Linked DNA regions of Capsicum annuum: region 1 is linked to region 2. The links are chromatin contacts, called in public Hi-C maps. All regions are on one chromosome and are shown on one strand. The core of a region is the stretch at or near the end of the contact, and the rest is flanking DNA. Distances in the headings are between cores, read along the strand shown. Region 1 holds the start of LOC107871160 (ras-related protein RABA2b). Region 2 holds the start of LOC107871158 (DNA replication complex GINS protein SLD5).

The links. A called contact is a pair of places that touch in the nucleus more often than the background predicts.
Region 1: a contact with region 2 is called in a Hi-C map of bud, with 3 times the contacts expected there. The contact joins the promoter of LOC107871160 here to the promoter of LOC107871158 in region 2. A contact is called at or near these places in 3 of 5 Hi-C or Micro-C datasets (bud, leaf and placenta).

Annotation. Positions count from the first base shown.
Region 1 is chr5:209,411,652-209,416,265 of UCD10Xv1.1, reverse strand. LOC107871160 (ras-related protein RABA2b) reads right to left here and starts at 3,351. Exons shown (of 3, transcript XM_016717980.2): 1 at 3,191-3,351; 2 at 2,880-3,078; 3 at 1,269-1,932. The coding sequence starts at 3,044. The coding sequence ends at 1,453. It overlaps LOC107871159 (protein DA1-related 2), which reads left to right. Exons shown (of 12, transcript XM_016717979.2): 11 at 285-343; 12 at 509-1,106. The coding sequence ends at 831.
Region 2 is chr5:209,144,759-209,149,587 of UCD10Xv1.1, reverse strand. It overlaps LOC107871158 (DNA replication complex GINS protein SLD5), which reads left to right and starts at 1,625. Exons shown (of 7, transcript XM_016717975.2): 1 at 1,625-1,872; 2 at 3,674-3,922. The coding sequence starts at 3,743.

The DNA.
Region 1 (4,614 bases), core at 2,102-4,601, 260 kb before region 2:
CGTTTCAATTTGTTTGTCTGCTTTTGACTTGGTACAGAGTAAGACCTTTGAATCTTGTGGCCTTAAACATGTCATGTGGAAATTTAGAATTAAGAGTTTCCAAAAAAAGGAAAGAGACGTTCTTTGTGAAACGGGCTAAAAAGGAAAGTAAGACAAACAAACTGAAACGGAGGACCTATTCCTGGACTTTTCTGGTGACAATAATTTTGTATGCTATCAATTAACAATCAAAATGTTTCCGAGAAGATTATGACAAATAGGCTTACCAAATCTTTCTTTTGCAGATTACTTACTGGTGCCATTCTAGCTCATGAACTGATGCATGCTTGGTTACGTCTAAAAGGTAAAATTCGATACTTTCTTTCGACTTTGTCAGTCTGGAGCGAACTTTAAGAACATGAACAATCTTCAAGAGAAGAAAGATAGCTGGATGTTTCATCAGAACTTTGTCGTTCTTGATAGTTGATACTACTACTTTCTCTTAAGATCATACTTTTGCGATTTGCAGGATACCGTAATCTCAGCCCTGAGGTAGAGGAAGGAATCTGCCAAGTGCTTTCCCATATGTGGCTTGAATCAGAGGTAATGCCTGGATCTAGAAATATGCCATCCACATCAACTGCTTCGTCCTCGTCTACATGGTCATCGTCCAAGAAAGGCGGAAAATCTCGAGTGGAGAGTAAGCTGGGTGAGTTTTTCATGCACCAGATTGCCCATGATGCTTCTCCAGCATATGGTGGAGGATTTAGAGCTGCTTATGCAGCCGTGAATAAGTATGGTTTACGAAGTACATTGGATCACATTCGCTTGACAGGAAGTTTTCCTTTGTGATACGTTCATCGCGACCTCTTTGACCTCGTATGCTCGAAGACTATTTTCTCTCCTGTGTGCCCAAGTTAGAGGTCATTGATGAAGAAATGAGTTGATCACGCAGAGCTGGTTTAGCTACCCCTATTTTTTCCGGGGTCCTACTGGGGATACTGATGGAATACGACTTGAATCCTACAAATAAGTCCATATTTTGCCATTAAATTGAAATATAGAAATTGTGTCTTGTATTAGAGACTTATCATTTTAAATGCAATAAAGATCAGATATTTGAATGATCCCCTTTCGCCTCTGAAAGCGTCCTTCCTTCTCCTTGCCCCAGTATGCATTCTTTCGATCTTTATGTCTTATGTACACTTGCAAAGCATAGACTACACAAGCAGTACACTAAACACCAACTCAACCTCGACGAAAAACTACATGTAAGTAATTCCACACTATGCAAAATCATATTTCTTTCATCAAAGTATTGAAAAGCCAAGAAAAGTATAAGTACATGTTCAACCCTCATCCTCACTTGTACTAATAGATTACAACATTTTATAAGTAATCTACAATATCTATATAGGGTCATTTTCCAGTAAACTCATACAACAAAAAAACTGATACCCCCTCCTCTTTTACTTAATTAGAACAACATGGTCTCTTGTTATTGTTACCAGAATACTCTCCAACATCAATAGAAGTGCCTTGTCCAGGAATAGCTGCTGCTTCCTGAGCAGCCAAAGCTTTCCTGCTTGTGATTTGATGAATGTCCAATAACACTGTCTGGAATGCCTTCTCAACGTTATAGGCCTCGAGAGCAGATGTCTCGAGGAATGAGAGCCCTTCTTTCTCAGCCAGTCCCCGAGCATCCTGATCGGGGACTGATCTGAGATGGTTCAAATCTGACTTGTTTCCAGCCAACATTATGACAATATTCGAGTCTGCATGGTCCCTCAGCTCGCGGAGCCAACGCATCACATTCTCAAATGTTTGCCTTTTTGTTATGTCATACACTAAAAGTGCACCAACAGCTCCTCTGTAATAAGCACTTGTTATTGCTCTATACCTTTCTTGACCAGCAGTGTCCCATATTTGTGCCTTCACTGTTTTGCCTTCTACCTACACCACACAACCAATGCATATACAGTAGTGTCGGAGTCAGAATTTTCACTATAGAAAGTTGACGTAAACACAAAAAAAAAGCCAAGAAATTGATCAAGATTTAGTATATCAACAAAGTATAACCCCACATTTGTGCCTTCACTATCTTTCCCTCTACCTACACCACACAACCAATGCATATACAGACATACAAATCAGTGTCGTAGTCAGAATTTTCACTATAGAAAGTCAAAATATAAAGACGCAAACACAAAAAAGAGTAGAAATTGATCAAGGTAAAGTATATCAACAAAGTGTAACTTCTCAATTGACACAATTAGGTGGCTTAAATGGCAATTATAGATAACCTTTTATAATCAGTGTTTATTGGGATCTTAAAACAAATGGTAAGTTACTCTGCTACAACATGTTGAACACCATTGATTCGAAATCCATAAACTTCAAATTTTAAATCCAATATCTAAATGAAGGTACTAATTACAAGGCAAATGAAAAAGAAATGTAACAATATTTGCTACTGTGTCACATCATTGCAAAGAGGACACGACTTTTTGTTTTTGCGATCTGTCTGTACTTTTCTTCTATTCGGCTTAAAAAGAATGTCATAATTTTGCTTAAAAATAACTACATTTAAATTTCTCCTTTTACCATTAATAATATAGTTTATTGTCACAAAATATCTGACTTGTTTTATACCATAAATTTATAAAAAAAATCATTTTTTCATCCAAACACCTCGATGTAAATTGAGTCTTAAGGGAAACTATCTAACCAGATGTCTTGATGTGAAGTCTTGAGTATGTATTCTCTTTTGGTAAAAAAAAAAACACTTCATATTTAGACGTGAGATTTTTCAACGCGAGTCCAAATTAGCCGTACCCCAAATTAATAGATATCAATATCGAATATTGAATGAAAAATATAAATAAAATGCAAATAGTTACCTGAAGGGTCCTTGTAGCAAATTCAACACCAATGGTGGATTTAGATTCCAAACAAAATTCATTTCGAGTAAACCTAGAAAGTATGTTAGATTTTCCAACACCTGAATCTCCAATCAAAACAATTTTGAATAAATAATCATATTCATGATCCACCTTATATGCCATTTCCACTTCCCTCTATATGTTAATCAATATTGACCTATACAAATTCCAAAAAAAATAAAAGATCCAAATTAAATCTAAATCAAAATAATCATCATTTATTATATAAGTAAACAAAGTTAAAAAAGAAAAAGAAGAAGAAAACTTACCATTAATGGTCAAATTAAAATCTGAGAAATGGAAAAGGGCACTTGGCTTTGGTTAATTAAACATGATTAAAAAGTTTTTGCAAATTTGTCTTGAAATTTTTGAAGTCACAAAAGTAACCGAACAAACAGGAATTTGAATGGCTATGACCAAATTATAAATGTTTGGAGTTATATATATATATATATATATATATATTTAGTATTAATAATGTTCGGATCAGCTTGGTCGCAACTAAATTATAACATACTGTACAAAAGGTAAGCAAATATTCCCTCCATCCTATTTTACCCATCCCAAATAGGCTAAATTGATGTCCCATTTTACTTATCAAGATAAGACAAACTTTTCTTTCCATGTTTTACTCTTTGCATTAATTGCCTTTTCTTTAAATTAAAAAGTAAACATCATTTAATAGGAATACTTTGGCAAACTAGCCATGTTATTTATTATTTTTTTTAATTATTGTGTCATCTCAATTTGAGACAAATAAAATAGGACGGAGACCTAAAAAATTTTAGATCGGTGATGTGGCGCTCTCTAAATCAAGAATATTATTCATCTTTTTTTGTCATTTTTTTGATATTTTTCTTCCTTAAAAGATGAAAAATATACTTTAAAAAAATTACAAAATATTAAAGATAGTCACATTTAGTTTCTTTCCACATTAATGCTATTAATCTCCATTTTAAGGAATTTCAGTTACAATACATACTCCTTTTTATCTTCTAACCATAAAAAGATTTATAACAAATAACATAGAGTTCATTCTCATAATTAATCCTTACTCAATGTGATGAATATACAATCTCTCCTAACTAAAGATTGTTGTTTGTCATTTTTTGGATGACACAAGTACTTTATTTTGCTACCACCAATTTTAATATCTTATTAATTTTCTTGCTATTAGATGCTATTATTTATTTATAACTTTTTCTTATCAGTTTGATTTTGTTGATTGTAGTTGAAATATTGTGTTATTGAATTGTGTTTGAATTTTTTTCCTTTATTTTTGGCTTATGTAGTAAAGATAAGATATCAATTATTTATAGTGTATTAAATTATGATCTTTTTTTCTTTTTTTTTTGTCTCGCTGATTTTAGTATTGTACTTCTTTTACAGGTTAATTGATTGGTGCGTGCAATTGTATTTGAATTATGGAGATATCGTTCAGTTTTCTTTTACTTGATAGTTCTTGAGATCATGATAAAATGATAATAAATATATCATTATCTTTCTCAAAAAGATTTAATTGATCAAAAAGTGTATGAGTTTACAAGTTATTTTTCTTTTGTTGAAAAAAGTTCTACATCTACACATTTGATTTCACATGAAAAGAAACTAATATTAGATAGTTGTATTTTTATCATTTAGTTTTATTAGTATTCTTTATAATTAAACCATATACAAAAAAGTCAAGTACAAA
Region 2 (4,829 bases), core at 376-2,875:
CTCAAGCTGACAACCAGAGCAACAACCAGTCAAGTGGGTGATGGTCAGTCACTTCAGCCGTCACCCTTAAGCAGTAGCTCCCAGATGCCTCTATTTTGTTTATTGGGTCATGAGCCATTAGGGGCCTTATTATAATATTTTAGTCTTGGACTATAAATAGATAGCTTAGGGTTTCTTTCTTAGTTAGTTTTTGATGATTAATTTTACATAATGTATTCATGAAAACTCCATGGGAGTGAACTGAGTGCTTAAAAAAGTTGATGTTGAACCTTGACTAGAAACGTTGGTTGTAAGGGAGATCTAATCCCCTTTGCGGTCACATAAGAGTTAGGTGCTAATTGGTAATCCATTAAGAGAGGTTTTAGGGTTCTAAATACCCTTTGATTGCCTTTTTATTATCAATTTTGTGTCTATCTTTCTATCATCGTTATCCTATCCTTCTATCTTTACTTTTCCGCATCTAGATTCGTGTCCTCGTGGTTTGGATGACATCATTATGAAAAAGCTAATTAACCAAAAAAAAATTTATAGTATCTGAAATGCATTGATATTATTATAATTTTTGCTCGTGTTAATATTACAATGAATTAAGTAATTATTCAATTTATATACATTGTATTAAATTATATCATTTATTATACATTACATTATAAATAATTTTTACATTATAAATATTTCTTTTACATTATACATTGAATCACTAATTATCCAATTTATATTACATTATAAGTATAATATAATATATTAAAATTTTTAAAATATTTTAATAATTAAATAGTGATATAGCAGTACCACTTGGGGTAGTTTGGTTTGAAGGCATGTTATACTGGGATTAGTTATGATGAGATAAGTTATGTTGAGATAAATTATGCTGGGATTAATTATGCTGGGATTATTTGTTATTGAGTGTTTGGTTTGTCATATTCAAAATAGTATGTATGGTATAATTTCTAAGAATAAGTTGTTTGTTTACAAAAATATCTTTCACCTTATTTTATTTTTATCTTGTATTTTTCTTGCAACTTTATTTATTCATTCTTAAAAATAAAATTTTCACCTTATTTATCTTAAATATTTTTGTGTGTATTCTCATAATTGAATCGTGCATTTTTTAAAATAAAACTTTCATCTTAAATTTATTTTAGTAAAAGAGATTTTATTGTTTTTTTCACTTCATTTAAGCACATATCACTCTTATATTGTAAAATATTAAAGTTATTTGTTTTATTAATATATAAAATTTAAATTTTTAAGTGACAAAAGATTGTGTAATTAAAAAATATGTAATTAAGTAGTAGAGTCAATATTTTTATAAGAGGAATTAAATTATAAATAAACATAAGCATTAGACAAAAAAATTCAATGTATAATATATTCATAAATAAAAATTATATTTATTATGTAATTTTATAATTGAAAAATATATTATCAAAAAAATAACGTGTAGTAAAGAAAATGATATTAAAAATTATGAAAATATATATGAATATAAAAAAATAATATATAAGGAGGATATTTTTAATATTTTACATATTTTATCTCGATATAAATTATTTTAATATTACTATACCACTCTAAGATAAGATTAACTTATTTCCACACTAACTATTAAATAAATTATTCCACACTTTTATAATCAAACAAAGGATAAAAGGTTACTAAAAACTTATCCCCAAATTATCTTTCGTGCACGCTTTTCTTAACCGTAGCAAACTCTCCCTCTCACTATACTGTCAAAGCGTATTCTACGATTTAAACTGTCGCCGTCGCCGACAGCAGCAGCGCGCCTCCGCCCGACAGCAGCAGCATCAGCGCGCCGCCGCCGACAGTAGCAACACCAGCCGCGGCTACCGAAAGTACACAAATCTCGCGGTTAGTCCACAATAGTGTTTTTGAGTTAAACTACCTTTAGTTCTATCCTTGTTGAATTGCTCACATTGTGTTTGTTTCCTTTAGTTCTATCCTTGTTGAATTGCTCACATTGTGTTTGTTTGAGTTGAAATGGAGCTAAAGTTTAAGCTTGAAACTTGGGAACTTTTAGTGTGTTTTTCCCATCTGGGTCTGTTTCAACAACTCAAAAATTTTCAATCTTGACAACTTTTAGGTGATTTCCCCTTATGGATGTGTTCAAGAACTCAAAAAGTTTCAATCTTGGTAATTTTAAGTGTGATTTTACCATTTGGGTCTGTTCAAGAACTCAAAAAAAGTTTGAATCATGGTTACATTTAGTGTGATTTGATGTTGCTTTTTGACAGAATTCGAATTAGGAAAAAAAGGGTTGCTTTGCTATTCTCCGGCGATCGTTTGGCTCTTTCTCTGTTCTTGTAGTGAAGTCTTTATATGTAGTGTTAAGTTTGGATTATTTGTTGTAGAAGGCTTTGAAATCATAGATGTTCTTGTAGTGAAGTCTTTATATGTAGTGTTAAGTTTGGATTATTTGTTGTAGAAGGCTTTGAAATCATAGATTTTGAGATGATTATATGGTATGAGAGGTACATGCGATTCCTCTACTTATTTGCTTTATTAAATTTGATGAATTGTTTGGCGTATATTGTAAATTAAAGTTTAATAATTTTATTTTGAAATGTGATGTTGGTTGTGATGATTATATGGTGCGAGAGGGACATGCAATGCCTCTACTTATTTATTTTATTAAATTTGTTAGAATTGTTTGACTTATAGTATATACAAAAGTTTAATAATTCAATTTTGAATTGTGATGTTGGTTGTGATGATTATATAGTGGGATAGGTACATGTGAAGCCTCTACTTATTTGCTTGATTTAATTTGTTGGATTGTTTGTCTTGTAGAAGAAATTAAAGTTCAATAATTTTATTTTTAACTGTGGTGTTGGTTGTGAATTTGCAAGGCTGAAGAAAAAGTGACTTGAAAATGGTTAAGTGTAATCACTTGAAATAGTGAACTAATGACTTGAAAATGGTTAAGTATAGTTACTTGAAATGTTAATTAATTATTTGAAAATTGTTATGTGTAGTGACTTGGAATGTGAATTTGTGATGTGAAAATGGTTGAGTGTAGTTATTTTAAATGTGACTTGAAAATGGTTAACTGTGGTTACTTGAAATGTGAATTAGCTACTTGAAAGTTTAAGTATAGCGTTTTGAATTGTGAATTAGTTACTTGAAAATATGAACTTGTGTTTTGAAAATGGTTAAGCGTAGTCACTTGAGAACAAGAACTAATGGCTTGAAAATGTGAATTAGTTACTTGAAAGTGCCAAAGTGATTAAGTATAGTGTTTTGAAATGTGAATTAGTTACTTGAAAATGTGTAAGTGTAGTCACTTGAAATATGAATTAGTTACTTGGAAATGGTCAAGTGTAGATAGCTTCCTGTTTCCACTATGTTTCTGAAATGGCAAACTTTCTACCTAAATTAGAGTTAATTCTTGCTTTAATCATATGTTTGACTTGTTTCAGTTATAGTTATAGTGTACTCTGTACAAAGGTTCTCTTTTCGCGTCTGTTTGTATTATCATGACATTCTTCTGTGAAGATGCCCATCTCGTATTGATATTTCTAGCCAAAACTTTTTCAATTTTTGGTGTTGAACCTCAATGTGATGGAGAGAATGAAAAAGCATTGATTGCCCAATTGCTATCTTCTGAATTTTATGCTGTTTTCTGATTTTAAGTCGAGTTTGTGTTCTTAAGGTTTGTTCTAATCCATAAGAAGCGTAGATTTTTGGTGAGGGAGAAGAAAAGGAGACTATTGGGTTGACAATGGATTCGGGTGATGCATCCGGGCATTCAGCTGGGGTGGACGATGATTATGAATCTTTACTTTCAACGACCGATGCGGAACTCTTGAAACAGGCGTGGCGGAATGAAAAGGCTGCTCCAGAAATTCTTCAGTTTGAGGCTGCTTTGGTTCAACGATCCAGAGAACAAATTCAATTGATGGTATGCACATTTCATATGATTTGGCCCCTTAAATTTGTACCTGGGATTGTTATCTGCTTATATTTTGAGCTTTAGCTTTCACCTTATCTTTTATTTGAATTTCTTTGTCTTTGTATTTATTTTATGTTAGAACTTGGATTTTGTTTGTCCTTATGTTGTGGCCATATGGCTCCGTCAAGTTGGGAATTATTAGTTGTCTTGATTTCACAAGGGTTTTTATAAAGGGACTATGCTATCTAAAATTGAAGTTTTTGTTTTGTTCGAAAATCTAGCAGGATTCAACTGAAGTCTCTAGTTCTTCTTAAAAGGATGAGATTGAACTTTTTGATAGACAAACTTATTTCTGTGAGAATAAATTTTACTGACAACTATTCAATTAGTGCCTAAGACAATTTAACTCTAGAGCATCTGTTTGCACTTTGTCTGCTATTAGGTGAAGTGTTTGCTATTAATATTCCCATGGGAGCATGATTTCAATTGGGTCTTTTTGATAAAGTAAATGTTCCATTAAAGGCATCAAGAAGATGCAAATTAGTTACAAAAGTAAGAGCAAAAGTAGTTGGGTCTGTTAGCTCTGGTACAATTATGCTAAAGCTAGGGAGCTAACAAAGTTCAAGAAACTATCTAGGGAATCTACAAAGGACATATTAACCCAACTATACGGACAAATGAGGCAATCAGCTTTGAGAGAATGTAGAGGCGTTGATAGGCCATCAAAACATCTTCTATTACGTTCCTTCCAGATACTCCAAAGAATTGCTATAGGTATCATTTTCCAAGCTTGTTTGATGGTGTTGTCAACTTTCTTGCAGCACCAACTCTCAAGAGCTGCTTTGATACTATGTGGCATGACCCAACTGAGTCCAAAACGAGAGCAAAACATGTTCCACAAACTTGTTGTAACAGT